Regions from separate parts of the Anser cygnoides genome. Here region 1 is linked to region 2. A link is a contact called in public Hi-C data. All regions are on one chromosome and are shown on one strand. The core of a region is the stretch at or near the end of the contact, and the rest is flanking DNA. Distances in the headings are between cores, read along the strand shown. Region 1 overlaps LOC136789688 (a long non-coding RNA gene). Region 2 overlaps LOC136789688 (a long non-coding RNA gene).

What was found. A called contact is a pair of places that touch in the nucleus more often than the background predicts.
Region 1: a Hi-C map of liver shows a contact between it and region 2, with 5 times the contacts expected there. The contact joins two enhancer-like sites. A contact is called at or near these places in 2 of 7 Hi-C or Micro-C datasets (both in liver).

What each region holds. Positions count from the first base shown.
Region 1 is chr1:95,985,186-95,987,885 of Taihu_goose_T2T_genome, forward strand. The region is part of intron 15 of LOC136789688 (a long non-coding RNA gene); the gene reads left to right. Among named protein-coding and RNA genes, the nearest start is that of DPT, 59 kb to the left of the region's middle. Within about 2 kb of position 1,291, at least 1 of the 3 cell types and tissues checked has open chromatin away from gene starts, as enhancers often do. A contact at or near this core is called in liver, where this site is marked.
Region 2 is chr1:95,892,841-95,895,597 of Taihu_goose_T2T_genome, forward strand. The region is part of intron 11 of LOC136789688 (a long non-coding RNA gene); the gene reads left to right. Among named protein-coding and RNA genes, the nearest start is that of DPT, 33 kb to the right of the region's middle. Within about 2 kb of position 1,366, at least 2 of the 3 cell types and tissues checked have open chromatin away from gene starts, as enhancers often do. A contact at or near this core is called in liver, where this site is marked.

The DNA of each region.
Region 1 (2,700 bases), core at 41-2,540, 92 kb after region 2:
CACTGCATTAGCAGTTTATTCCATTTTTAATCAGCCACATGATGCTATCCAAATATCATTTAACCTATAATCGTCTTTTGTCCAGAAGCCCAAATATTTGTATTGCTAGTAAGAACTCATTAAGGTAGCATTCTCCAGTTTTTATTTTTTTTCTGAATGCTGCCAAGAGGTTTAGTTACAATAAATTCAGAGATTTGAAAGGCTACAGCCTGAGTATTGTCCTTAACTATAAAATAACTATTCTGGGAACTAACTATCCAGTTAGTACAATTATATTTTTCTGGTAACAGCAGGTCCAGTCTGGTTCAAAGGCAATATGCCTGGTGATGTATAATAGCATAGACTATATGGAAGTTCCTCTTTCAGGGCAATCATAGACTCATAGAATCCTAGAATCATTAAGGTTGGAAAAGACCTCCAAGATCATCTGGTCCAACCATCCCCCTACCACCAACGTCACCCACTAAACCATGTCCCTAAGCACCACATCCAACCTTTCCTTGAACACCCCCAGGGACAGTGATGCCACCACCTCCCTGGGCAACCCATTCCAATGCCTGACTGCTCTTTCTGAGAAGAAATGTCTCCTCATTTCCAACCTGAACCTCCCCAAGCATGATCACCTCAAAGCAAAAACATTAAAAATCCTTGAAGGTATGCACTGTACATGGTGTTGCTAGGAATGCGGCTTTCCTAAAAAGCTAATCTTTTATTAAAGCAAGAAGTTTGTGGGCTTTTTCATCACTAAGAGAGTGTGGCAATGTGCGAGGCAAGGGCAGGTTACGCTGCATTCTAACAAGCCTGACCTGGCAAAGCTGAAGGGAAGGCCAGAAAGAATGCTCCGTGCATGGCACTCTGGAATTGTGCTTACAAGCAAATATTCTGGTACCATGGACATTTCAGGTCTGAAATACATGCACAGCCTTTAGATCAAAGGATCCCTAAGTGGTTTATTATGCTGATCTATCTAATAATATTGTGCAAACTCCAAAGTACCAGTATTTGGTAAACATTCACTTACCCACCTCTGATATGGAGCAATTGCAGGAATCAATCGTAGTTACTCTCTAACAGCGTGCAACAAATGAAGCTGTGATTTGCGGCTAGAGGGAGGGAAGCCCTTATTCACTCAGGTGACAGGACAAAGTCTTGTAGCTGATGCCCTTGCCGTAATTTTACGTGTTCTTACTTTGATCTTACAAAAGGAGCAGAAGAGATTGAATGCCAGGCTAGGGGCAAGGACTTGTGTCCTGCTTGGTTGCCAGCATTGCCTCGGGGAGCTCGCAGGGGGGTGCGCAAGCACTGACCCAGCATGAGGAGTCCAGGGGCAGCTGAGATCTCCTTGGGGTGTCCAAGAGAGTGACCGAGGGGAGCAGGCCTTCAGTTCTGGGTGGGTGGGTTTGGGAAAGAGGCAAAGAGGAGGGTGAAGGGGTCCAGGCTTTTGGAAGACACCTGATGCCTCCTCGCTCCACTTCTGCCTTGTGCTGCATAGGCAGTTGTGCAGGCAGCACCAGGTGCTTCAGCACTTCCACCAGGGTCTGCGAGTTTCGGCTGCGGGGTACCCTCAAGTGGCTGGCACTGGGTGTGTGTATACAGTGCCCAGTTGTTGCTCAGGTCGGGCAGCGATATCAGCAGCATCAAAGGGAGCTGGTCTGGAAATGTCACTGCCAGGTTAACCACTATTGACTATATTAACACACGAGGTGGTACAACGAGTGGCTGAATGTTTGTCATGGCAGGTGACTGCAGAAGATTAGGAAGGGCAGCAGGCTCACTACAGCACAGGGCAGCGTGATCTTAAGAAGGCAGAGATACAGCATGAAACTAGTACAGGAAGAGGAAAAATCCCTGAAGTCTTACTGACTTACCATTCATATGGCTTAATGGTATTGCAGTGCTTTGCTGGCATCTGAGTAGTAAAAGGTTCAAATGATGTTCTCCTATGTTCAGCAACAATACTGTAAGTCAGCCAGAATCACCTCCTTTTTTCTCTGCAGGCATGGCAGAGCAGAATGACAGTTTTTCCTACAGAAAAAAAAAAAAAAAAAAAAAGGAATTAAGCCCTTAGAGCTAGGGTGGTCTTTTTTCTAGGTGTGGCTGGGTTCCAGCTGGTTGTTTTTTACTCCATACCAAGCTTTTTCAGGTTTGTATTATTTTAGTTAAACATGTTACTATTTCAGTCTCTCATGAGCCCAAATCACTGACCTAATACATCTTCTGAGATAAAATGCATTCTTTGATACAAGAAAAGTTTTGTCAGTTTAAAAAATAAAACACATTCTCATCAGCAAAACAGTGTCTTTAAGGATCAGGTCTCTGGTTCTGAATTTGCCAATGAGTGCTGATTCAGGTAATCCAGTATTTTACAAGCTAGTCAGCACCCCACAATGTCACATTGAGGCTCAAAATATATTTAAAACAGCTGTGTGCTAAAATCATGCGTGTGTCCACCCATTTCATTACAGTACTACCCTAAGTACAAGGTCAAAACTTTACTGTAATTTAGCTAAGATTCTGTAAAGAAAGAAAATCCATTATGCTTTCCTTCACCATTTCAGTTTATTAGGTGTTAATTTAAAACCTTTCGCTGCAGTGGAGGGCAAAACATAATCAAAAAGTGAACCTGGCTAGAGGCAAGTGGTGAAGATAAAGACACTTAATTGTTCTGACCCTGCAAAGAGCAAATCCCAAGCACACAAA
Region 2 (2,757 bases), core at 116-2,615:
GAGTGTCAACTACTCTTTGTATCAGGAAGAAGTAGATCTCAGCAGAAAGGAAGCCCCAGTAGTAGAAATATTTTTTCTGTTTTCTGACAGATACCTCTGAAGCACCAGCCATTTTGGATAGTTTTTAATTAACCCAGCAGGAGAAGCATGCTAAGATACTTAATGCCAAGCTCTGGACAACTGGAATTATACTGCTCTGATGAGCAGGTTGATTTCAAAATGCTCTGCTGTGTCAGCACCACATGACGATCTGCTCTTTGTTGTGGCTGAGACCCTCCTCGGAGACAAAGGGAGGTAAAGGAGACAAAGGAAATTCAGAGCTAGCATGGGAACTGAGGTGTGTCTTCCATGGCACATCCTTCTTGCTCAGGGTGTTTGGCTCTAAAAGCATTTAAATCATGATTTTCTTTAGTTCTGCTCATCCCACACCACATCATTATGCTCTCTGTTTATTTGGCATGTTCCTCAAGCAACAGACTGACTCAATTTTTTAATAGAGCAGGAGGGAGAATAATATATATTACTCACTTGCTCTTTTTGCTTGATCAAAAGAGTTAATTCATTGCTGCTGTAAACTTCAGCTCACAAAGATGTAACAACAGCTCATTATCTTTGCAGGTATTCATAGAGTACATTATGGAAATATGTTATTAACTTTATTGAATATGTACATGGAATTTGGGTGTTGTGGTACAAGTGAAAGTATCTGGCTTTGCAGAACAGGGTTGTTTAAATCTAACCCAAGTAATGAGATCAACAGGCACAACAAATGGAGAACAAACGCACTCGCATACTGCATCCCTGAACTGATTGAGCTAAGTCAGTCTTAGGAATCTTTGCCAGCCTGTTAAGCCAACCACTGGGTGTACAGCTAATACAAGGAACGTGAGATAGAGCAGTCAGCCCAGATGAAGATCTAAAGCAGAAATCTTGGTGTCAGGGAAAGGTTTGTTCAAAAGCACCAGAATAGTGGTTCCTAATGTGTAAAGGTTCTGTTTTGTTGGAAATGGGCACGTGGAGGTCCCGCTGGATTGTGTTGAAATACCTGAAATTCCCTATAGGGTCAATGATTTGTTGATGTTAATGATTTTTTGTTGCTTACTCATTACAATTGTTAGTATGGTGCGAGAGGAAAGAGGGTGAAACGGGCATCTCAGAGGGCTTGAAAGGAGCCAGGTGAAAGCAGGTACATTGTGGAGCAGTCTGTGGCAGGCAGCACAACCCAGGCAGAGCACAAAGGCTGGACAGGGACCTTGGGTGTGAGATTCCTTGGCCCAGAGCGAGCAGTGCGGCTGCGTGCTCAGCTCACACCGAGCAGGAGGCATCCCACTACTGCAGCCCATCTGTACTAGGCAAGGGACCAGGAGACAAATTCAGCTTAACAGAGGAAAGGATTGACTAAAGTCATGATGTACCTTTCTTGCTGGTAATCCTGCAAATGTGCCGAATCTGTATGAAGCGGTTGCAGAGTGGCTTCTCTAAAGTCACCGTTTCAAATTAATGCCATGGTGATTTGTGTATTTACTGTATCTGCTGAACAGAACTTCATTACTCGAAGTCCTTTTTCTCTTGCCTGTTTTGGTAAATAATGCAGAGAGTAACAGCAAATGTTAGCTCAGGTTATTGCCCTGATGTTTTTGTGCCTGTGATGCAACGTTTCCTGTGATGCAACGTTAAATGCAGAGTTTGTGATGCATGTGCCATAGTTCCCACCTGCAGTGATGGCAGATATCAGATGGAAGTATCAGGAAAGAGGGTAATGTTGAACTAGCAAAAGAGCAAAATGCAGGTGTGCTGCTAGGAAGGTTCAGATTTAGCATTTCTGAGTGGAGTAAAGAAGGCTGTTTGCATCAGTCTCGTCTCATCTAGCTGTCTCCCTGACTGCAGCTAAAGAAGTTGGGATAGGTGACTTTTTCCAACCCAATGCAGTACCCTCAGGAAATAAAACCATTGGAAAAATCTCTTCTTGATGCTGCAGTCCAGCCTGTGAGCTGTAACAATTGCAAGCCTGTTGAAATTTAATAACCATCTGATTGCTGATCTTGAATTAAGTTTGTGGTCAGGAGTCAGTTCCTAGCAGAGAAGCCCCAGTGACTAGCATTAGTTAAGCTTGCCTCAGCAGTAGAGCTCTTGGTGAGTGAGCCACAGAGACTTGGCTGTTATCCTAGACACCAAAGAGATCCATCCAAGGGAGGTCAGAAATACGTGGCACAGAAGTGCTGTGCCTGTTATATTGTTAAGTGTTTCTCCAGGAACACCTTTGTTTTCCACCAGTGCCAAATTCACTCTGATTAGGTAAAATCAGGATAAACAAAGTAAGAAAGGAACTTTCCCTGCAAGATCACGATCAGAGTTAGTTTACTTATCACAGCAGTACTGTTTTACACCTTATTAAAACATGCTTTTCTGCCTGGTGCCAGCTATGGACTGGGAAAGAACCATGAACTTTTTCCATGTGAGATGGCTTTATTTCCTCACACAAGGAATAGCGCAAACCTTATAAGAACTCGTGGAGAGCCTCCCACCAGTATCAGCGACCTTTGGACCAGGACTGTGAGCAGTGGGGACATACATTGGAAATTACACTATGATACACTGTTTTAAGCTCTTGCCTTTTATCATTTATATGGTGCTGTATGCAGTTAATTTGCGTGTGACTTGACAGGCCATGCAGAAAGAGAAGCCTGCGGTCCCCGAATCTTTCAGCAGCTATAAGAATAACATGGATGCAGGAGAGAGAGAGTGAAAGCACAAGAA